Regions from separate parts of the Mus musculus genome. Here regions 1, 2, 3, 4, 6 and 7 are each linked to region 5. Evidence: chromatin contacts called from public HiChIP or PLAC-seq and promoter capture Hi-C data. All regions are on one chromosome and are shown on one strand. The core of a region is the stretch at or near the end of the contact, and the rest is flanking DNA. Distances in the headings are between cores, read along the strand shown.

Region 1 (3,317 bases), core at 407-2,906, 850 kb after region 5:
AAAGCAGTTTCTCGTTTTCATCGTGTCGGACTTGAATACAGTAAAAAGAAGAAAGACAAGCGGCTGTAAAAAGAAAAAGCAGAAGTGGAACCCTCGACCCTCTCTCTTTCTCTGGGGAAATAAGAAGTTGCCAGACCAGGTGCTCGACAGAGTTGGTGGAGAGGAAAGTCCGCAGGTCAATTGGAAGCATTTTACAACCATCCAGAAGGAACAAAAGGCTATTATCACCCCCCTGGCCAGACTCTCCTGACCCTTGATGACATCATATATGGTTTTTATGTTCCTTTCTGCTAAGAGCTGTGGGAAGGGCGGGGCAGGGAACTAGATCTCCTTCAGGATACATTGCAAGAAAACCGTGCAGGCAGATTAGAGAAAGGCAACAGTTACGGGAAGCAAGTGTCTGCATTTCTCTCCTGATGCCCTACTCTTCTGCAAAGGGACCTCACCCTTCAACCACTCTGAGGCATCAGCTCTCGGACATCCTGAAGAATGGCAAATTCAGATATAGTGCATGAACGTGAACAGTCAAGGAACCAGGAGGACCGAAGAGCTCCTCTTTGAACAAAGAACCTGGGGGTGGGGGTGGGCAGGGGCGGGAAGAAATCCGGGTTTGCTCTCTGTCTCTTCTCCTCCCTTCTCTGGCCTGGTCCTCCTTCCCACTCTCTCCTCAGCCAGGCCCTTGAAGCTATAACAGGAGAGATAACTGAAATCCCTCCACTCTGTCTCCCTCCAACCCCCCGTGCATTCTTTAGACCCAGGTCGATGGTCCTTTGATAATGTTCAGAACGTAATCTCCTTTCACAAAGGTGACTAGGATGTGCCAGGTGAGTGGGGGTGGGGGTGTTCAGGTCCAAGGGGAAGAAAGAACACGCCCTCTCATTTTTTTGTTTTTTGTGTTTTGTTGTCTCGAGGAGTATAGCAGAACTGTCTAGATGGGGTCAGAGGCAGGTGTGGGATTTCACTGTGCTTGGGATACCCCTACACCTGACATGTCGCACTGGGTGTGATGAGAGGGGAAGACATGGAGGGGAGTTAGGAGGCATCCGCCTGATGTCATGTGTTGGGAAATCACTAGGCTTGTCCTCAGCTGACTTTTGAGTGTATCCTGTCTTTATTTGAAAATGGCAAGCTTTCAGCAAGGCAACTCCTGACTCCACACAGCATACGATAGGGTCGCCTTTCCCCACCCCTAAGTGACCTTGACCTTGCACAAAGAATTACCTATCACATTTTAAATGACCACTGCTGTGACCTCGGTGACAAGAACTGTCCATTTCATGTCTTAGTTCTTAAGAAGAAGAGGCTAACCCATGGCTTAATGCAAATGAGCAGAAAGCCCCCAAAGAGCCATCCAGATATAATTGATTATTCAGCTTTTCCTTGTACCTAAGAAGTGGCAGGGTGACTCTGGCCATCTGCTAAAAACAGGGACTACCTAAGGTTTGGGACAAACAGGAAGTAGTGCTCAGTCAGAAACTTATCCAACCTGGCAACACACCTGATCATAAAAGAGCTACTGGAAGGGATTTGCATGCCCAATAAGGTTTCACTACCGAAGTTTACACAACGCACAGTAATCAGCCAGGCTGGCTGACTCCCTGGATCACATGACCTCGTAGAAACATGAAACTTGGCGATGCGCTCCAGCGAGTTTTACTTCCCCTGTGCAGGGGTGTTTGCCAGCAGCCTGTGGGTTGCTCGCAGAAGTCAGTTCCAGTGGCTTGAGTTCTTGAGGCCAGAGCCTTACCATGCTGCTCCCCAGGAAGTCCAGGAGCTGCTGACACCCCCCTGGACAGCGACACATCCTCTCTCAAGAAAATGGACAAGCTGAATAAGATAACTGTCCCTGCCAGCCAGAAGCTGAGGTAAGAGATTCCCTTCGGAGCCTTATTCCTCTTCTTTGCCCTCTAGGGCTCCTCCAGCGCTCAGAGGCACCAAAACCTTGGGATACTTGACCAGTGCCAATCGGTTAGCAATGGCTATAGGGAAGTAGATCAGCTTTTTAAAGAAACGTGTAGGAGGAGTGAAGGAACCTGCTTTGGCTGGTTTTTGCCAGGGATGGGACAAAGAGTGAAGCTCTGGGAAGGCAAGAAGATAGAAAATTTGATGGCCCACATGCTAGCAACAGCCAGCTTTCTGAGTCTGAGGAGGGGCTCATCCATGGTGTGAAGAGCGTTTGTAGTCACTGTCGCTTACTGACTCTTGTTTGTTTTGTGGGTGTTCACCCTAAGTTTATTGGGGGAACTACGCGTCTCTCCAGTACCCTCATGACTATCTATTTTAGAATGTCAGATGGCTCACTGGATAAAGTGCTGAATGTGCAGGTCTGATGATCTAAGTTCCATGCCCACAACCCAGATAAAAAACGGAAAGAGAAGCAACTCCACAAAGCTGTCCTTGGACTCCACAGTCACTGCCAGCCTGGCACATGCATGCCCTGACACATCATGCCCACACACATTTCACACACACATACACACACACATACTGATAATAACAATAACCATTTTAAAAAACAGCTTTGGCAATTTAAAGAAATATATACTAAGAAAGAATAAGCCAGCAGTGGCCTAAGGCATACATACGTCAAGAGACCATGCAAAGATGACTTCCCAGTTTTTGAGTTTGAAGAGCATTGTCTTCTGAAGTGGGGCTGATGACTCTCAGAGGCTGGAACTTTCAAACGTTTAAGGGTGTGTTATATTCCATGTGCAGGCTAGAACTTTGGACTTTCATGAGGTCATACTTAAGGGATGGAGCACTGGAGAGTCTGAGACAAATGACAAGAAAAGACATGGAGTTGATAGAAGGACAGTCTTTCACGGTGGCACATGGGTCTTCTCACTCTGAGGGGTTTGGTAAGAGGCAGACTGAGAGGTACTAAGGGGTCCAGACCAGCGGGCAGCATCAGCTGGTCAGCCATTTTATAGAGGATACCCAGGAGAGCCACAGAGCCTTTAACATGGAAGTTAGAAGGTCCCACAGGCACCCTCCATCTTCTGCTGTGCATCTCACGGAAGGGAAGGGTAGAGCAGACATCGTAGAAATAATAAGGGGGCCACGAAGTGGAGAAGAGGATTGGAGTAGCAGAGACATCTTCATGAAGATGATGCTTCAAGAATTAAGCCTCTGAGAGGCAGCTGAGAAAACAGATGGAGAGCTGAGGGAAACAGGTTACATGCTGAGGGGGCTGTAACCTCACACGTACAGGCTGATGCGAGTGCAGTCTCAAATGTGGGCTGGTGAGAAAAGTCCTGCCTAGCAGAGGCCACAGAGTGGAACGTATGGGGTGAGAGGGCCCTGGGAAATTGGTCCTG
Region 2 (2,982 bases), core at 257-2,756, 840 kb after region 5:
CGCAGAGGCACCCCCCTTCCACCTCACCATACTGTGCCTCTACCAAACAAATCCTGGCTCTTCCTTTCTTTTTTATAAAACACAACAATGTGTGCATGCATTGAAACACACGCACATGTGCATGCACACACAGGTACACACACACAAGCACACATGCACAACTTATTTCTTTTAAATGTATGTGGGTTGTCTACCTTATATGGCTGATGTGAAGACTGTTTTATATATACACACATATAATACACACTCACAGGTGTACACACGTATACACACACACGTGCATGCACACACATATACACAGCAGAAGTCAACATCAGATGGCTTCCTCTATCACTGTATTTTTTGAGACAGGTCTCTCATTGAGACTGGACACTATTTCAGCTGACTATCTGGCCAGCAAGCCTCTGACATCCTCCTGTCTATGCCTCCCCTCCCCCGACCAGCGCTGGGGTTATAGGTGCACACGTTTTGGGGTCTAAACTCAGGCCTTCCTGCTTCCACAGTAAGCGCTCTAACCCTTTACACCATGTCCCTAGCCCTTCTTTGGCTAGCAGTGACACTTTAGGGACATTTTATGGTGCCTAGGCTTTCTATCACATGCAATCCTTTTCCATTCAGAGATTATAAACAGGAGCAGAAATCTTACATTACTTCTTGGGGTTTTTTTATGGTTTTATTTTCATATTTAAATCGTCAACCCCCTGAAATCTATTTTTACGGATGAAATATGATATTGGACCAAAGTTTCTCTTCTTTCAATAGCTTCTGAGTTGTCCTAGAGTCTTTTATCAAAGAATCTGTATTTTCTCCCCTGACCTGAAACCTCCTTAGATTGGAAAGAATCCGCATGGGGCAATGGCTTCTAAATTTGGCAGCAGAAAGCTCTGTGGGCTCAGAACTTCAGCTGAGCTTGTAGCCCCGTTTGTGCCTCTGTTGTTTGGAAAAAGGAGAGACAAATGTACATTGAACCGAAGCTACATTTCAATAAATAGCTGCGTGGGAGAGTGGAAAGAACAGGCCCCCAAATCAGAAAGCCCCTCCCCCTATTCTCCCGTTCAGTCATTGTGAGCAAGACACACAACTGCTCTGAGCCCTGGGTTTTCTTCTGTGCAAAGAAATATTAGCCACCGTTGTTGTGTTTTATAAAAAGACAAGGAGAGAAGGAATGTGCTTGGTGGAGGTGTAGTCGGGTGTGGGGAAGGGGACAGAGCAGGAGCAAAAGAGCAAGAGAGAGAGGAGGGGGCAAGCAGCTCCTTTATAGTGAGACAGACACACCTGGCTATTGCCAGGTAACTGTGGGCGGAGCCTAGGCAAAATGCCAACAACCTTACCATAATGTGGTTTGTCGCTCAACTGTATTAGTGGCTGTGAAAGAGCTTTATAAACTAAGTGTGTGGGGGGAGGGGTGCTGGGGGGGGCTGGTCGTTGTAGGCAACATAACTCAGATTTTTGAATATTTAAATGTTTGAGCTGGTCTGCCTTTTTTTTTTTTTTTTTTTTTTTTACCTTGCTGGTAAGAATCCTGGGTCTGTTTTTAGTTTTATCCTTTTAGAGAGCATCAGCTCTGGGAGGTAGGAGGAGGGAAGGCAGTGACAGGAAGGTTAATGTCATCTGCCTGGCAGAGGGTAAAAACTAGAGTGATGCTCACAGTTTCATATGGTAGTTTTCCAGGACTGATTTCATTTTTTATTTCGTTTTGTTTTGTTTTGAGACAGTTTCTCTGTGTAGCCCTGGCTGTCCTGGAACTCACTCTGTAGACTAGGCTGGCCTCGAACTCACAGGGATCTGTCTACCTCTGCCTCCCAAGTGTTGGGATTAAAGGTGTGCGCCACCACTGCTCTGTTCTGTTCTATGATTCATAGCAGTTTGCTGGCAGTATAGAGCAATGGCAAGAACCATGCAGTGCGGTGGTCAGAGCACGAGATCCCTCCTGCCGGAACTCACTCAAGCTCACTTCATGCCAGGGATTGTGAAAATAACATTTCTTGTGTTCTTGCAAGTCTTTGCAGGGGGTTCCTGGCAGCTCATACTTGCCCCCAGGGAATGCAATGAACTGTGCCTGTAACCCATCCTGTTGGGGACATGCAGCCAAATGGGACATCACTCTTCCCCATCCCCATTGACCAACAGGAAAATGCTAAGATCTTGTCAACTTAGGCAGAAAGGACCGGGGGACAGTCACTCTATTATCCCAAAGGGAAGGTACCATGTCCAGGAGGACATAATGCAGAAAGCACACTGGATACAAGGTGAGCACACTGGATACAACATGAGCACACTGGATACAAGTGAGCACACTGGATACAATGTGAGCACACTGGATACAAGGTGAGCTCACTGGATACAATGTGAGCACACTGGATACAATGTGAGCACACTGGATACAAGGTGAGCTCACTGGATACAATGTGAGCACACTGGATACAAGGTGAGCACACTGGATACAAGTGAGCACACTGGATACAATGTGAGCACACTGGATACAAGGTGAGCACACTGGATACAAGGTGAGCACACTGGATACAATGTGAACACACTGGATACAACATGAGCACACTGGATACAAGGTGAGCACACTGGATACAATGTGAGCACACTAGAGGGTGGCTTAAGGAGAAGATTCTTAGGACCAGGACAAAGAGAAGCTACAGGGCAGCTGATGAACAATGTCACAGTGGTTTAATTTGTTGGAACCTGAGAAACCTGTTCTTCAGAGTTCCTGAGCTGTGGGCCTGGCTCTATCACTGGTCCCATCAATGCAGCCACCAGTTAAGTTACTTGTTGGTAAATATCACTCAGTTCCAAAGGCACAGAGCATCTCCACATTCTTTATTGTAAAGCCCCGGATCCCCAGGAGAAATTGACATCAACATTCTTCCATGGTTAGCACATTTTAATATATTTTATTAAGTTATAAAACTTTGAAAACTGGTCACCCAAAACACCCCAGCAGTTGGTCCAGGTGCTGTGACAAACAACATT
Region 3 (3,023 bases), core at 132-2,631, 540 kb after region 5:
ATTCGAGGCCAGCCTGGTCTACAGAGTGAGTTCCAGGACAGCCAGGGCTACACAGAGAAACCCTGTCTCGGAAAAACCAAAAAAAAAAAAAAAAAAAGAATCTTGCCACTTGTATCCACTTGGTTGGGAATGACACAAATTCTGCTCTCTGGTCAGTAAGGTGCCTACAGTTCATAAATGTTTATTATATATTTATAGAGAACTAAAAGAAGTTCAGAGACTTTCAAGCAAAAACATGATAACTGTTTGAAGATATGGAATTGTTAACTAACCCGATCTTCACGGTAAACATACATCAAATTAGCATTGTGTGAGCCGAGAGTGGTGTAATTCCAGCCCTTGGGAGATGGGGCTGGAAGACCAGATGTTCAAGGTTATCTGCTGCATAATAAGTTCAAGGTCAGCCCAGGCTACGTGAAACCTAAAACCACAACCACCAAAGAAAAGACAAGATGGCTCAAGTGTTAAGAGCCCTTGTGGCTCTTTCAAAGGTTCTGTGTTCAGTTCTCAGCATTTATGTCACTCAGCTCACAACTTCCTGTAACTCCAGGTCTAGGAGATCTAATGTCCTCTTCTGGCCCTTGTGGCACTTATCCACACATCACACACACACACACACACACACACACACACACACACACACACACACGCATGCATACACACATGCCAGTAATAATAATGATAATAATAATAACAATAATAAATAAAAATAAACTTAAAAAATAAACCTTAGCAAATAAAAATAGAAGAGATGGCTCAGCTGTTAATAAGGCTTGCAACCAAGATAATAAAAATAAGTCTTAAAAAAGTTATCGCTATATGCCCCATAAGGATATATAAGCTATAGTGTCAATTTTTTTCCTAAGTTCAGTTCTTAATGCCATGAAAAAAATGTTTTTGTGGTACTGGAAATAAAATAATAAAATCAGTTTAATGCACATTAGGCAAGCTGTTTGCTAGTGAGCTGCATACCAAACCCCTTAGAAATTCTTAACATGTAAATAGAGTCTTCTATTTTGAAATTTTCTTTGCTGGGTATAGGATTTAATAACAAAAATAATAGAGAGCGTTCATCCAGCCCTTCGTATTTGCGGACACTGTGCTGTGCTCTGGGAAGGCTTCTCATGTGACACTCGCGACAGACCTACTGAGCTGTGCCGTCGCCACCACCATTTTATAGTCAGGAAAAGAGAAGCAGAATGGATTGAAATGAGCGGACCCGGGATAACGATGGGCAAAATTAATAGAAACACTTTTCATTTCCCTTTCTGCATGAGAATTTGACCTTTGTTTGACTTCCTGGCTTTGTTACCCTGGTAACCCGATAAGAGCCAAATGTCAACCATGTTTCTAGGCAACATTACCTAGGATGAGAATGACCCCTGATTGGTCACATATCTGGATGTGGGAGGAGCTGTACGCAGCTGTGAAAACCTGCTAAGGACCCGCGTTCTGAGTCTCTCTGGGGAGCGATGACTCTGGCGTGTTGGTTATGGGGGTCCTGGAAGCTGCACCTCTGGAGACGTGATAAGAAGTGTGCTTTTGTGGGTACAACCTTTCCCCAGGGTAGTTCCTGCCTCTGCCTGATGTAGTTCTCATTTCCTAGAACCATGACTGCCGAGTTCAGATATGCTTTCTTGCCTCTGAGACGCGGACCTGTGTCAAGCCAAGTCATCTTGTGGGTGTGAATGCTCTGGAGCAGCGGTTTCAACTTTTCTGACGCTGCAGCTCCTTAATGCAGTTCCTCATGTTGTGCCGACCCCCAACCATAAAATTATTTTATTGCTATTTTATAACTGTTATTTTGCTATGTTTGCAAATCATAATGTAAATATCTGATATGTAAGCTGTTTACTATGCAATAACCCCAAGGGGGTCGTGACCCACAGGTTGAGAACCAGGGTAGAAGCCCATAAAAGACTAGTTGGTATTGGGTTGCCGGTATGATGTCAGTTCAAGCAAAGGAAGGAAGGAGTGGAAGAATCAAGACAGGTTTATGCACTGTGATCTGATACCCAAACTTCCATTTGGCAAAGCCTAGTTTTTCTTCTTCCAATGTCAGACTCTTAAGGATTAATGAAAACACCATAAATATACTATATAGTATAAAGACTATAAAGTAAAACAAATTTGATTTTTTTATTCCTACCTCCATCATTCTATCTACATATGCCTGCTCTGCCACCCATCAGAAAGTGCTTATCTCGATAGCAAAGGAGGACAGAGTGGGCTCAGCAGAGGGTCCTCTCCGTGTGTCATGCTTGCTTGTTTTTGCTGCTGAAGTCACCTTTCTGCTCATTTATTCCTCTCCTTACAAGGAATTTTTTTTTTTTTTGGAGCTTGTGTTCTAGCTAGTGGTGAGCACCCAGCTTAGTGATGAGCAGTCAGCTTAGTGATGAGTACTCAGCTTAGTGGTGAGCACCCAGCTTAGTGGTGAGCACCCAGCTTAGTGGTGAGCACCCAGCTTAGTGGTGAGCACCCAGCTTAGTAGTGAGCACCCAGCTTAGTGGTGGGCACCCAGCTTAGTGATGAGCACCTAGCTTAGTGGTGAGCACTTTGCTATTATATGCAAGCCCCTGGGCTTGCTACTTGGCACTGGGAAGAAAATGCCCTTGTGCTATTTTTGTTTTTAAGAGAAAAACTGAAGAATACCGAAGTCCATGCATTTCTTGCCCCTCATTGTCTAACATTAGCATCTTGTTCAGGTTTCTCCATTTCCCACCATCCATCCTCTTTTCTTTCACAGTCACAACAGCTGTTGTGACCCACAGATTGTCCCTCTGTCCCTTCCAGTTAGGGCTGGTTCTCATGCTTTCTCAGTCCCAATTCTCTTGAAGAAGACCTTTGCTTGTTGATAACTTTGTAAACTCTCAATTTGGATGTGCCGTGTTTCCTATGATTGGACTGGGGTTATGGAATTATTATTATTTGAGAGATCCTATGTTAGCATAGACAGCATCATAATATTCATTCATTTATTTTAAATAGGCAGAAGAATTCCTTAAAATACAAAAAGAGATCAG
Region 4 (3,394 bases), core at 692-3,191, 600 kb after region 5:
TGTTTGGGTGGGTTTAGGAGTTAGAGCCTTGCTGGAGGAAGTATGTCACTCCGGGTGGGCTTTGAGATTTCGAAGCCATTTCAGTTTGTTCTCCCGGCTTGTGTTTAAGATGTGAGCCCTCAGCTTCTGCTCCAGCCGCCATGCTTGCTTGCTGTAGAGACTCTTCCCCCTCTGGCACTGCAACTGTAACTGTTCCTGCTGCCGTGGTCAGGGTGTTTGCCATAGCCACTATTTTTGGTTTGATGGACTTACATGCTTTTCTACTGACATTTGAGTTTGTTTTTTTTTCTTTTTTTGTGGGGGAGGGGGAGAAAACAAACTACCAATGTCTAAACTCGCCTTGATAGCCGGAGATACTGGAGCTTGCTGCTGGATTTCTCTTCCCTTTGGTTTCAATTAGAGCTTTAACCAGAGCAGACACTTAGAATCTGAAACTTGTCCGTCCCTTGTTTTTTTGTTGTTGTTGTTGTTTTTTAAAGTATCTTATGCTAACTGTAGATTTGATAATAGCTTCTGATTCTTGTTTTGTTTTTTTGCATCATTAAAACCATTATTCTTCAGCTTGATGTCACGCTCCAGAAGAAAAGGTGTGTGGATGGTTTTCTTCTTCTGATTTTTAGCAGTGATACAGTTTCAGTACATAAAATTTAGGATCTACAGAGGAATATAACATTGACATTTCTGTTTATCTAAATTGTTTGAAAATACATAAAATTAAACTGAGCATGTTTGCACAGTCCTGTAATTCTAACACTTGTGAGGCTGAAATGGAAGGATTGGGAATTCCCAGTGAGCTTGAGGGCCTTGGTGAGATCCTGTCACAAGAAAGTGAAAATTGAATTCATGTTACCTATGTTAATCTTTTAAACTTAACCCTTATGTAGTGCTTACCATATGCTAGTGATTTGAGCATTTTTAACTAAAATTATATGTAATTATTTTTATACATTTTTTTCCTTATAACCTTTTGTGAGCTTATTCTTATATTGTTGCTCTTCAAATGTGGCTCAGTAGTACTCTGCAGTTGGGATGTGCACTTTCCCCACACGAGTCCCACGGTGGTCTGCTCTCTCCCTTTCTCTTCCTTCCTTTTTAGAAATAACAAAGCTTTTAGCAGATCTTACGCAAGGTATTATAATGTAGCTACAAATCTTTTACAAGCTTAAGCTCTTTGAATAGAATTACTAAACATATGTATATATTTATATTTATAGGCTATAATAAACATTTTAAGGCAGTTTCTGTTCCCGTCCTCCCTCCCTTACATTTTTTAGTATTAGGATTGAGCTGAGGAAGGGACCTCATGGATGTTAAATGCTTCCCCACTGAGCTGCATTTCCAGGCCTTCCCCCCACCCCCATGTTTTTGTTTTTGTTTTCCACTTTTTATTTTGAGACCCAGTCTTGCTGAGTTACACAGCCTAGCTTTGGGTTCCTCTGTAGCTCTGGCTGACTGAGCTTGTAAGCCTTCTGCATTAGCTTTCAGGTAGCTAGGGTTCCAGGGTTGTTCCCCTAGGCTACGTTGACAGTCAGGTTGCTTAGTTAGTCTGTACCTTTGTGGTCTTTAAATCAACTGTGCATAGACCACTATTTCCAGTCTGTGTTTTTAAAATCTATTTGGCAGTTATTGAGTATATAATTACCTTCCAGACTGCACTAGGCCGTGAATGTAGAGAGTTTAACCAGACCTCTGGCTTCAGGGGTCCATCCTTGGGCACTCTGAAACTGTACACTTAATTTTGTGTGATTATACATTTTCAGGTGGGGATGGGGTGGGGTGGGGTGGGGGTGGGTTGTGGCAGGGAAGTAACACATTCGTGAGATTCTCAAGAGTGTAAGGGCAAAAATACTCAAGACGAGTGTGAATGCATCACATTCCAGCCTAAGACAGCCCTGGGAAGGAGCCAGCACAGTTTCCAGTTTCACAGTTGAGGAACTGTGAGGGTCACAGAGAGGTTAAACCATTTGCTTTTGTTCAGATAGCAGATAGTAAGTAGTGGAACGCAGACCAGAACTCAGGACTTGGCCGTGTCTCTATGCACATATATGGTCATTTCATGATAACTTTGCAGAACACTGTGGAATTTGAGGTAAGAGTGTTCTTTTCCATATTAGTAATTCCATCAAAAGAGCAAGTGGAAGTAAGGTGGTGTGGTACATTCTCAGAGAACACAGTGTGTGCTGTGGTAGCTAGTGGTTGTTTTCTGGGCTGTTATTGGGCACACACTGACAGTTAGGTGCTGGATCTACTTAACGTGGTGATCTCTGTGAGAAGTACGTATGGACGTTTGCTAGTGTGCGTTTTTGCTTTTATCCTCCTCAAGATTTTTGCATTGCTAAAATCTTAGTTGACTCTTCAGAACTCGTAGGTTTGTGTTCACCTGAAGGAGGAACACTTGTCATTTTCAACCAGTGACTTATGGTGAGATTGTTTTCAGCTAGTTCTTTAGTTATATAGAATGTGGACAGAGTTTGAAACATGAGAAATAAGAGACTATTTGAACACAACTATGAGGACACTGTTTTTGCAAGCAATCAAGAATGGAAATGACTCACTTCTAGGGTATTTTTGAGTGATTTATAAGCAGATTTGCCTCCTAGATAGAAGCTAGCCTGTGATCTTGATGATTACGAAGGGCCTCTGTGGCCACTGATGACTTGGGGTTCCTGTGCTGTTGGACTGAGGGTTCACCCAAGTGACCTTCAACTCTGCTGTTATCTCTGCCTAAACTCCTGCCCTTAAGCTTCCCGCACAGCAGATGACCATTTCCTTGTGCGCCATAAGCTCTGTGTTGTCTGTCCTTACATCATCTTGGATTATTTTCTTTATGTGAGGAGTTTCTCACATAAGGCGTCTTTGAGAATAAAGATGAGGAGACCCTTTTACTATAAGGTAATGGGAAACAGGAAAATGCTGGAGGGCTAGCACAGCGAGCCCCATCTGCCACCACCAGATGGAACTGTTGGGAACTGAGGGAACTGGGGCAAATGCTGACTTTTCTTTTTGTCTTGTGTTTCCTGTGACTATTTTGCAAATCAATGGGTTAATTTGTAAATTTTACTTTGCAGATGATGTGATGCCAGGCACTTACTGTGAAATTGACTTAGATAAAGAGAAGAGAGATGCGTTTGTGTATGCTATCAAGAATCACTATTGGTATCAGATGTACATAGATGACTTACCAATATGGGGTAAGTATCCTTGGTTACAAAGTAGGATTTCAAGTAAGCAGGGGGTTAAGGTGACTGTTCCAGATCATGATGGAAATGTGTTTCTAATATTTGCCCCGGAATAGTCTTTAAGGCTGATTTTATGGCTTTCTCCTACTGGAGGCATTTTTGATACTGCCAGACCTTATAGGAAACTCTTAAGATAAAAGGTTTAATACAGTGTA
Region 5 (2,945 bases), core at 426-2,925:
CCGAGGGGGAAGGGAGGGGAGAAAATTAATTTCATCTCATCTCCCTGAATCAAAGACCAATCGAAAAAAAACAAAAAGAAAAAAAATTACGGATGGATTTGAGAAAGAAACAAAACCCTCCAAATAACAGCAACAAGGTAGGGAGACTAGATCTACCATTGTTAGAATGGCGTGGTGGCACACGCCTTTGATACCAACACTTGGGAGGTAGAGGCAGGTGGATTTCTGAGTTCGAGGCCAGCCTGGTCCACAGAGTAAGTTTCAAGACAGCCCGGGCTATCAGGGCTATACCGAGAAACCCTGTCTCGAAAAAAGAAAAAAAAAAAAAAAAAAAAAAGAAGTCTCAAAGGAAGCTAGCCAGGATGCTCCCAGCACTTGGGAGGCAGAGGCAGGCAGATCTTTGAGTTTGAGGCCAGCCTGGTCTACAGGGTGAGTTCCAGGACAGCAGGGCTACTCAGAGAAACCCAGTCTAAAAAAAAAAAAAAAAACCAACCAGGCAGTGGTGACGCATGCTTTTAATCCCAGCACTTGGGAGGCAGAAGCAGGTGGATTTCTGAGTTCGAGGCCAGCCTGGTCTACGGAGTGAGTTTCGGGACAGTCAGGGATACACAAAGAAACCCTGTCTCGAAAAACCAAAATAAATAGATAAATAACCATAACCAAAACCAAACCAAACCAAAAAAAAAATATATATATATATATAACAGGCAAACTGAAAAATGTCAATTTCACCTGTAACATGACTCATATACACAATAAGGTTTTCAATGACTAAATTCTAGTCGTTTCAATGAATGACGTATATCACATATTAATAAGAGTGTATTCACCCAGTTCTAGGTTTTCCATACATATTACAAAAAATAAAAGGGCCAAACTAAAAAAAACTCTTATCCTTTGACCTAAAACTCCACTCTTAGGAATGTACTCTGAAAAATGAATCATAAATTTGGAAAAGTTTTATGGGAAAGAGCATTAGTCACACACTTACTACAACGGCGAACTCAGAGAAACAGCAACCGTTGAAGGAATTTAAACAATTACAAGTACTTAATGGAAACTTACGTAATCGGTACAGTGTTTTCAAAGCGCGTGCAGTCACCGGAAAAAGCGTTTATAATTTAATGCGACTGCAATGCTTTTGTGTGTGGCTGTATAATGTACAAAGAGGAGGATGAAGGGGGGGGGGGGAAGCCTGTTAATCTCGTTTGAATCCTATGGTTACGAGAACATTTTCGTTTGAACTACAAAAAAAGTCAATTCGATGTAGCTCTGAGAAACCGGAGCAAGTCTGAGAAGCTCTGACCACAGGGTCGGCTTCCCAACCGTCGGGGTCGCCCCTCCCCGGGCCAGCGCAGGCGTTACCCACACGTGGGGCTGGAGCGGGCGCGGCAGAGGAGGGGCTGGGTGTGCTGGGGGTGTGTCCGCGAGTGGGAGCAGCCAATTGGCAGTCGCCGAGGGTGCCTCCTAGGACCGAGAGGTCCTAGGACCTGGGCTCGGCGAAGTCGGTGCCCCGTCCCCGGAATCGCTCGCAACCATATAAACTATCTCTGGGCAGACAGTGTGGGCAGTGGTCTCGCACGGTTTGCGCCGTCCCGCGCCCCTAAGTCTTCTAGCGAACGTCTCCCCCCACGGTCGCGCGCGGTGGTAGGAGCCGCGCGACGTCACCCATTGTTTACAAATCAACCCAAGCCGGCAGCGTTCCGGCTCCCGCGGCTCTAAGGCGCGCGGTACCTCTGCCCGGTGGTCCCGGCTTCCGCATCCCCAGGCTCGGCCCCCTCCTGGCCCGGCTTGGGCCTCCGCCGCGCTCCCGCCCCAGCCGCGGCTCGCCGAGCCCGCGGCCAACCGAGCTGCCAGCGACGCCCGCACAGCCGCGGGGGCCCGGGCGGGGGGCCATGCCTTGCCGGAGAGAGGAGGAGGAGGAAGCCGGCGACGAGGCAGAGGGGGAGGAGGACGACGACAGCTTCCTCCTGCTGCAGCAGTCGGTGACTCTGGGCGGCTCGACCGACGTGGATCGGCTCATCGTCCAGATCGGCGAGACGCTGCAGCTGGACACGGCGCACGATCGCCCGGCCTCGCCGTGTGCCGCCCCGGGTCCCCCACCCGCGCCTCCGCGGGTCCTGGCGGCGCTGTCGGCGGACAAGACCGGGACCCCAGCGAGGCGGCTGCTGCGGCCGACGGGGTCAGCAGAGACCGGGGACCCTGCGCCTCCGGGGGCCGTGCGCTGCGTGCTGGGGGAGCGCGGGCGTGTGCGGGGCCGATCGGCGCCCTACTGCGTTGCGGAGATCGCCCCGGGTGCCAGCGCGCTTCCCGGGCCGGGGCGGCGAGGGTGGCTCCCCGGCTCCGTGGCTTCTCACCGAATCCAGCAGCGGCGGTGGACAGCAGGCGGAGCGCGCGCGGCCGACGACGACCCGCACCGGCTCCTGCAGCAGCTCGTGCTCTCCGGAAACCTCATCAAGGAGGCGGTGCGCAGACTCCAGCGAGCGGTCGCCGCGGTTGCGGCCACGAGCCCCGCGAGCGCTCCGGGGTCCGGGGGTGGCCGAAGCGGACCGGACTCAGTCACTCTGCAGCCCTCGGGCGCCTGGCTCTGACAGGGGATCCCTGGAGGAGGAAGAGGACGCCGCTACGCTGATCCAACAGTGTCTTGCCCGGGACTGTGCGGAGCAGGAGCTGTCGTCCATCCCTCGGGCTACAGCCTCAAAGTTACCGGCCGCGAGAGGCTGTTAGAGAAAACGGACTCTACTGAGTAGCACCAGCAGCCGAGGACCTGGGATCTACCGGTTGAACTGTGGCAGCTACTTAATCCACTTGGACCTGACTTAGCCCTTATCGTGTGCTTGGATTGTTTATAGATGTGGCTCGCAGGGGCGGGAATCGGGAGGGCTTCTAACAATACTTGAAAAACCAATAGTAGATATGATCTCGTTATTTTCGGGTACAGAAGC
Region 6 (3,309 bases), core at 451-2,950, 520 kb after region 5:
TGACTCAGTAACCGACACGGAGCCCGAGGACGAGAGAGAGCTTCCTTTCTCAAAGCAGACAAACCTGCCTCCGGAGATATCGCCTGGGAACCTGATGGTGGTACAGCCGGACCGCATTCGCTGTGGGGTAGGCATCCTGGGGACCTGGTACATCTCCATCAGGGCATCGACTTTCCTAGTAGATGCCTTTGTTTCAGTAAAGGGTGCAAAGGTATCAGGATACATCTTATTAGAACCACCACCTTCCCTCGGGACTCCCATCACCTCGGACACGAGTAGCTTCTTTAAGTCAGAGAATCGAACCTGGGAGTGTATGTGCCATCCATGTAAGGACTCTGTTTCATGAGTGTGTAACATAGGGCAGACAGAATACCAGCAGGCCACAGAGTTAGAGAGAGGCCTGCATATCTTCCAGCTGGCCTAGCCTGGGAAGGAGAAGGTGACACATTGTGGGAGCCTGCTTCTTCATTTACTGGTCACCACCCTGGCCTCAGGGAGGGTGTTAAGGTTTGATAGAGGAAACTTGCTGGCCAATATTGCTTGCTGAAAGATTGCCTAAATACCCAAGCCATGTATGGCTAGCATTTTATGGTTGTCAGTCAGTCACAAGGGAGCTGTTGTGTGAGACTTCGGGATAGTCACCCTATCGTAATATTTCACAGTCCTTCCTTCTCTGATTTAAAACGGGAGGCATTTTGGATAGGTTAGAGCACCAGAATGCTTTCTCCATGGATACAAGCTCTTTGCTAAGCTTGCCACGGTGGCTTCCCAGAACCTCAGGGCATGAGAACATTGGAAATGAGAAGTGGGGGTGGGGGAATCTGACTTTCTCCTTTGCAGTTGAGACCACAAGGTGCTGGGCACAGGCTCCCAGCATCAGAGTTGTCGGTTGTATTTCAGGTTGCATTCAACTCTTAGACATGATTGATCTGGACTTCAGAGTGATTTTAAAATTAGGCATAAAAGTTGGTGTTTCTAAAGAGAAAAGAAGTTGGTGTTTCTTGGTGTCTCATGAGTCAGAATCTGTGATATTAGGCTTAGGCTTTCTGGTTTTGTGTTTGTTTTCCCATGGGACATGCCCGCTGTAGCCTGGTCCCCACCATTCTCTGATCTTCAGTTTTTATTTTTACTTTTGAGGTTTTGAGACCGTCTTTCTACATAGCCCAGGTTGGCCTTGAACTAGTGAACCCCTTTTCTTATCCTCCCCACAGCTGGGGTCACAGGTGTGTACCACCACACCTGGCCACTTCCTGGTTTTTAAATCCAGCCTGTTGTAGCCTCTTTGCAGTCACGGCTGGACTGATGTGGACATTTCTGGCTCCTCTCCCAGTGCCGTGTCTTCCCACAGGTGTGTGGTCAGACTGCCAGGTGCAGTGGGAAGGGTGTTTGGCACCCATGCGTGCTTCATCCCACTCTGTTCAAGTCTTCCTGCTCCCTCTCTGCTGCCCTCTCACTTAGGATCATCCCAGTTGCCTACACTGAGTCTGTGGGCCTAGGGTGTCTGGCCTGTGGTGGGTCCTGACTGCCTGCAGAACTGACAGGCGTTCTTTTGGGCTCCTCATGTTTCTCGGATGAGATGCAGGACCAGGAGTTTGGCAGGAAGGATGACAGCCACAGGTCATGCGAATGGTTATAGTGGCCGCAGCAGCAGCCTGGGCCACAGCCCTCTCATGTCACAAAGTCCACACTTGGAACAGCCTTCGGCATCCCTTTGTGAAGGGTTGCTATGACGACTACATAACAGTCCTGGAATGAATGACTAAGGATGATCTGTGGCTCTGGCCATAGATCTCTCCTTGCCTTTCTGGTTTTGGGGAGGGCCCAGCCCTACCGGTCTTATCTAAAATGATCTTTGCCAAGTTGAGTAAAACAAGAGACAAGTTGAGTGTCTCTTACCTAAAATGCTAAGGGCCTGAAGTGTCTCAGATTTTGAATTTGGTTAGGGAGATGTTAGATTATTTCTGTATGCACAACAGGATATGTTATAAAACAAAGTGTGTTTATATTTTATATGCACGTTATACACAGCCTGACAATAGTTTTATAGAACATGTTACTTCCCTTGCATTTGGTCTTTGACCTAAATGCAAAGTATAGAACTTTCCGCTTGTGGTATCAGGTTAGAGCATTTTGGATTTTGGAGTTTCATATTACACCCCCCCCCTTTTTTAAGTGGTTGGTTACACTTATAACATTTATGCCACTACCACACCGGTATGTCTTGTAGTCATGTGAATGTTGCAGATCACAGGGTTCATAACTGGGCGAGATTGATTGGTGATTACGTTTCTCCTCCAGTAGTGAGTGGCGCTCCTTCCATCACTGTGACTGCTAGTCAGTAGGAGTGCAGCTTCCGGCTGGGCACCAGCTTGATCTCTCTGTGTTGGATGACATGAGTGTATCTGTCTTCAGCAATAGGGTTTTAGTGTCAGGTCGTGGAAGGTAACAGTAGCATTGACAATAGCTTGCAATGGTTTGTTTTTGGTGGGGGGTAGGGGTCTGTGGGACCACTTTGGCCAATGACTCAAAAAGATGTAACCCATTTCTGGTACTTGATAGCATATGGTATCTACATGGGCATTATTTTTCCCATTGTATGATAAGACCACTAAAAGTATATGTATATGTATATATATGTATATGTATATGTGTATATATATGTATATGTATATAAAGAGCAATTTTAAGATGTTATAAAATGAAATAAACATTTGTAGTCCCTAGGTTTAAAAAATTATGAAAATAAAGAATAGACAAAGTTTTTGTCTAATCCTCGTAAAGGTTTATAAATGTTGAGTCTGTTTTCCACAAGTTCCTCCACTGGACTGATAGCCTATGGTTCTCTGCCAGCACTGGTCTATCAAGACCCCTAGACCAGACCATCTTCTCTTAGAGAGTGGGCTGAGGCTCGAGGTGCTGGGATAACCTTTGACCCAGCACCCTAAGGGATACAGGAGGGAGAGAGAGACCAGAACTTGTCTCCCACTCCAGGCAGAAACCACTGTGTATATCATTGTGAGATGCAAGCTGGACGAGAAGGTATCAACAGAAGCAGAGTTCTCTCCTGAGGATTCTCCCTCCATCCGGGTGGAAGGCACACTGGAGAATGAGTACACGGTCTCTGTGAAAGCACCAGGTGAGTGGCCCCGTGGTGACCCAGAGTGTGCTACCCAGCTGCCTTCAGAAACACTGCTGTCCTTTGGCTCTCCAGCATCACTCAGCACGGCTGAGTTGGTGTTTTAAAAGCTGTAGTTGATGTCCTGGATTACCAGTGTGGCCTCATTAAGTTGATGTTTTAAGGAGCAGAGC
Region 7 (2,919 bases), core at 254-2,753, 640 kb after region 5:
GTGGCCACTTGGCCTTCCTTGCCATTTGGTGCCAGCTCTTCCTCTCAAGTCCCCTCCTCTCACCTGCCAGTTCTAGCAGATCTTGCCTAACCTGACTATAACTTCCGTGCTCATTTGATGACAGCCTCAGACAGGGTCAGCCCTCCATTACTAAGTGAGATTCAGAACAAAATAAAATGCTTCGTGAAACACTTTTCTTTGGTTAATCACTACCTGTCCTGGTTTGAAGAAACTGTTGTTCTAGTTAATAGATAAGGCAGATGATGATAGGATGAGACATTTGGAGCCTGGTGTAAAGCCCAGCTTTGGACTGCTTTGTCATTTAGCAGCTAGGAAACCATGTGGTAACAAGCCCCAAAGAGAAATTTAGTCCACCTTTCTTCCTGCAGTTAATTTAAAAAAACAAAAACAAAAAACAAAAACTCTGGATGTGATGCACTCACAAATCTTCACAGCACATTGACGTGCTATAATGCTTGATTAGGGCAATTTACTTGTATAAAAGGATCTTTGAAAATCCTTGCGGTTAATAATGTATGTCAGAGTGGATCAGTTCTGACAGTTTTTTTAACATTGAAGGTACATCACATAAGCGAGTTTCAAATAACGTCTGATTATCTCCCTAAATAATCTGGGTGCATGTTTTTCACTGGCACAAAAATAACCAGATTTAAAGAATCGCTCATTTTTATTTTATCAAACTAACGGCAAGGCTTGCTTGGTATGTCTGTAACTTTAAATAACAGTGTTGCTCATTTGTGAGTCTTTGACTATCAAAAGCATCCCAATTGGGACAGTTTTACTGAAGGATAAGCTCATCGTTATCCATCCTTACAAGTCCCACCCACAACTTCGGGTTTGGTGGGTGCTGCAGCACGCACCTGTGCTGGTGGGACCAGGGCTGTTGAAAGAGTGGAGAGAATCCTGCTCATTCCCCCCTCCTCGCCCCCTTTGCTGAGGCATGTGAGACACACTGCATTCTGCAGAGAAACGAATTTCGAAAGCACGAAGTTGGCAGCAGCGAGGTGTCCAGGACTACTCACACACACCAAAGCTGCTGGCCCTCCTGCGTCCTGCCACGCGTGCATCTGGGAGTTGTGAAATGAGTTACTAGAAGGAGGTAGGGCGCGAAGTCTAGCCTCAATGTTGAGCAGTGTTGCGCGCACCACAGTGTCAAAACAAGATTGCATTCGGCCAGGTGGGCGTGCGCCCCGGGGAGCCCAACACTTGTCAGCATCTTCGGTTTGCTTGGGTTCCTCCGAAGTTACGGAGGTGCAGGGAAGAGGAGGGGCCTCGCCTAGGACGCATAAGTGATTGGCTGTCCGGGGCCCTTGGAGAGGGCGTGTGGTCCAGCCCTGGTGGAGAGGGGCGGAGCGGCCACTGTTCCTACCGCTGCCGCCGCCAGCACAATCACAGCCACCGCAGCCTTGGCCTCTGGGCAAGTCGTGTTTAGCAGCGGCTTCCCGGGTGTCCAGGCCGGACGAGAACGCCTTACTGGGCTTGCTTGGTACCCTACCGGTGCCTGGCAGCCAAGCAGCAGCCACCACAACCGACCCTGTACGTGGTGTCTCTCTGGATCCGAGCTTTCTGTGCAGGTTAAGTCCCTCGGGCCCCGCCGACCCCTTGCCACTATGCCCCTTGCGACCACTCTTGGCACCCTGGTGCTACTGTTGCTGCTACCGCTGCCCCGCGGTGCTGAAGTGACTGGGGACCATTCGAATGTCGCCTTGGACTACGGAGCCTTGGAAGGCGAGGAGGGCACGGAGCAGCAGCTGCATTACCACGACCCCTGCAAAGCTGGTAGGTACCACCGCTGGCTGTCCTAGTCTCCGGGCAAGTCGGGCTGAAGTTTGCCTTTGAAATGCAAATGAGGGGTGGGCAAGGCGGGCCACTCCGCTCCTGAGAGATGTCCCCGGCTCCCGCGGGAGGGGGAGGACAATGTCTGCGGGAAACTGCTTTAGTACTCCTCCAAGTCCAGGAGGACATCCTGGTCCCAGGTTAGCAGTGCACATCGGGTGGCGGCCGCAGGATCGGTCCCATAGGGAATTCTGGCGGATGTGGAAAGCAAAGCCTGTGTGGTGCACGGTGGGCTCGGGTCGCCTGTCAGCCTCTAGGCACCCGCTACCTCCAGACACTGCAGGAGTCGAGCCTGGCTGGGCGCGGCGCTCCAGGCTCTGTCCGATGGAGTAGCTGGCTTCATCGGAGTTCACAGCAGTTGGAAGTTTCCCGCGAAGTTTCCAAGATCTGTAGTTACTCTTGGGAAGAGATTAGAAGACAGACAAAAAAGCTTCACAGGACAGAAGGAAGAGTCCCCTAGGGAGAACGCCCACGACTTGAATTGCTCCAGCTTCCCCCCCACCCGTGCCCCTACCCCCGCAGTCTCCTCAGCACCCGACTGAGATGGAAGTCAGCAGGTGCTCTAATTCCACCAGGAAGCTGCGCCCCAGGACTGCACCGGGCACGCCAGCATTTGAGCACAAACCTTTGCCCCAGCTACAGGGCCTGCTTCCCTCCAGCTACTAACCCTGTTTTGGGATGTGCGGCAAGAGATAGATGGGGGGTGATAAAGCATCCCAGCAAAGGTTACTAAGTATCTGTCCGCAAAGGACCCAAACGTATCAAAGTCAAGAGCAGTTACTAGCTGGGACCCAAGCAGGTGCAGGACTCAGACTACCTTGAGGCTGCTCCTGGATGGTGGCCGAGAACCCGTTAGTAGTGTTTTCCTTTGTCCATTGCCCAACCTGATTGATTCGCTTCTGGTGTGCAAAAATAAGGGATAAGAGGCCTTGAGGATACTTGAGGCGATCAGAGTGGTTCCTCTGGGCACAGTGGCCCATCAGGTCTGGGCCATTTCATTCCCTCAGTTCATAGAGACTTCTCTCAGCCTCAGGCTCCTCATCTCTAAAATGGAAGAAGGTA

What was found. Promoter capture Hi-C pulls out the DNA fragments that hold promoters and counts their contacts. HiChIP or PLAC-seq counts read pairs in DNA pulled down with a chosen protein or histone mark.
Region 1: a contact with region 5 is called in a promoter capture Hi-C map of pre-B cells, with 6 times the contacts expected there. The contact joins the promoter of Blnk here to the promoter of Frat2 in region 5. A contact is called at or near these places in 4 of 39 promoter capture datasets (the C10 cell line, hippocampal neurons, liver and 1 more) and 1 of 115 datasets of contacts at active chromatin or transcription factors (bone marrow-derived macrophages).
Region 2: a promoter capture Hi-C map of pre-B cells shows a contact between it and region 5, with 5 times the contacts expected there. The contact joins the promoter of C330026H20Rik here to the promoter of Frat2 in region 5. A contact is called at or near these places in 2 of 39 promoter capture datasets (hippocampal neurons and pre-B cells) and 2 of 115 datasets of contacts at active chromatin or transcription factors (bone marrow-derived macrophages and double positive thymocytes).
Region 3: a promoter capture Hi-C map of hippocampal neurons shows a contact between it and region 5, with 4 times the contacts expected there. The contact joins the enhancer-like site here to the promoter of Frat2 in region 5. A contact is called at or near these places in 4 of 39 promoter capture datasets (the C10 cell line, hippocampal neurons and liver) and 3 of 115 datasets of contacts at active chromatin or transcription factors (memory CD8 T cells, pancreatic cancer cells and pro-B cells).
Region 4: a contact with region 5 is called in a promoter capture Hi-C map of pre-B cells, with 2.7 times the contacts expected there. The contact joins the enhancer-like site here to the promoter of Frat2 in region 5. A contact is called at or near these places in 5 of 39 promoter capture datasets (the 3T3-L1 cell line, cranial neural crest, hippocampal neurons and 2 more) and 2 of 115 datasets of contacts at active chromatin or transcription factors (embryonic forebrain and neural tube).
Region 6: a contact with region 5 is called in a FOXA1 HiChIP or PLAC-seq map of pancreatic cancer cells. The contact joins the enhancer-like site here to the promoter of Frat2 in region 5. A contact is called at or near these places in 6 of 39 promoter capture datasets (the C10 cell line, the HPC-7 cell line, hippocampal neurons and 3 more) and 3 of 115 datasets of contacts at active chromatin or transcription factors (large pre-B cells, memory CD8 T cells and pancreatic cancer cells).
Region 7: a promoter capture Hi-C map of pre-B cells shows a contact between it and region 5, with 2.3 times the contacts expected there. The contact joins the promoter of Tll2 here to the promoter of Frat2 in region 5. A contact is called at or near these places in 2 of 39 promoter capture datasets (hippocampal neurons and pre-B cells) and 2 of 115 datasets of contacts at active chromatin or transcription factors (forebrain and large pre-B cells).

Annotation. Positions count from the first base shown.
Region 1 is chr19:40,992,560-40,995,876 of GRCm38.p6, reverse strand. Blnk (B cell linker) reads left to right here and starts at 1,656. Exons shown (of 17, transcript NM_008528.5): 1 at 1,656-1,865. The coding sequence starts at 1,819.
Region 2 is chr19:41,010,202-41,013,183 of GRCm38.p6, reverse strand. It overlaps C330026H20Rik (RIKEN cDNA C330026H20 gene), which reads left to right and starts at 1,506. Exons shown (of 3, transcript NR_155302.1): 1 at 1,506-2,982.
Region 3 is chr19:41,309,644-41,312,666 of GRCm38.p6, reverse strand. The region is part of intron 8 of Pik3ap1 (phosphoinositide-3-kinase adaptor protein 1); the gene reads left to right. Among named protein-coding and RNA genes, the nearest start is that of Gm52406, 28 kb to the right of the region's middle. Within about 2 kb of position 1,381, at least 81 of the 459 cell types and tissues checked have an H3K27ac peak or open chromatin away from gene starts, as enhancers often do. A contact at or near this core is called in hippocampal neurons, where this site is marked.
Region 4 is chr19:41,247,703-41,251,096 of GRCm38.p6, reverse strand. Tm9sf3 (transmembrane 9 superfamily member 3) reads left to right here. Exons shown (of 15, transcript NM_133352.2): 3 at 3,069-3,191. Among named protein-coding and RNA genes, the nearest start is that of Tm9sf3, 15 kb to the left of the region's middle. Within about 2 kb of position 1,941, at least 26 of the 459 cell types and tissues checked have an H3K27ac peak or open chromatin away from gene starts, as enhancers often do.
Region 5 is chr19:41,846,862-41,849,806 of GRCm38.p6, reverse strand. Frat2 (frequently rearranged in advanced T cell lymphomas 2) reads left to right here and starts at 1,675. Exons shown (of 1, transcript NM_177603.3): 1 at 1,675-2,945. The coding sequence starts at 1,896. The coding sequence ends at 2,591.
Region 6 is chr19:41,329,027-41,332,335 of GRCm38.p6, reverse strand. Pik3ap1 (phosphoinositide-3-kinase adaptor protein 1) reads left to right here. Exons shown (of 17, transcript NM_031376.4): 3 at 1-127; 4 at 2,992-3,136. Among named protein-coding and RNA genes, the nearest start is that of Gm52406, 48 kb to the right of the region's middle. Within about 2 kb of position 1,700, at least 50 of the 459 cell types and tissues checked have an H3K27ac peak or open chromatin away from gene starts, as enhancers often do. A contact at or near this core is called in the HPC-7 cell line, neutrophils and pancreatic cancer cells, where this site is marked.
Region 7 is chr19:41,205,358-41,208,276 of GRCm38.p6, reverse strand. It overlaps Tll2 (tolloid-like 2), which reads left to right and starts at 1,503. Exons shown (of 21, transcript NM_011904.4): 1 at 1,503-1,800. The coding sequence starts at 1,632.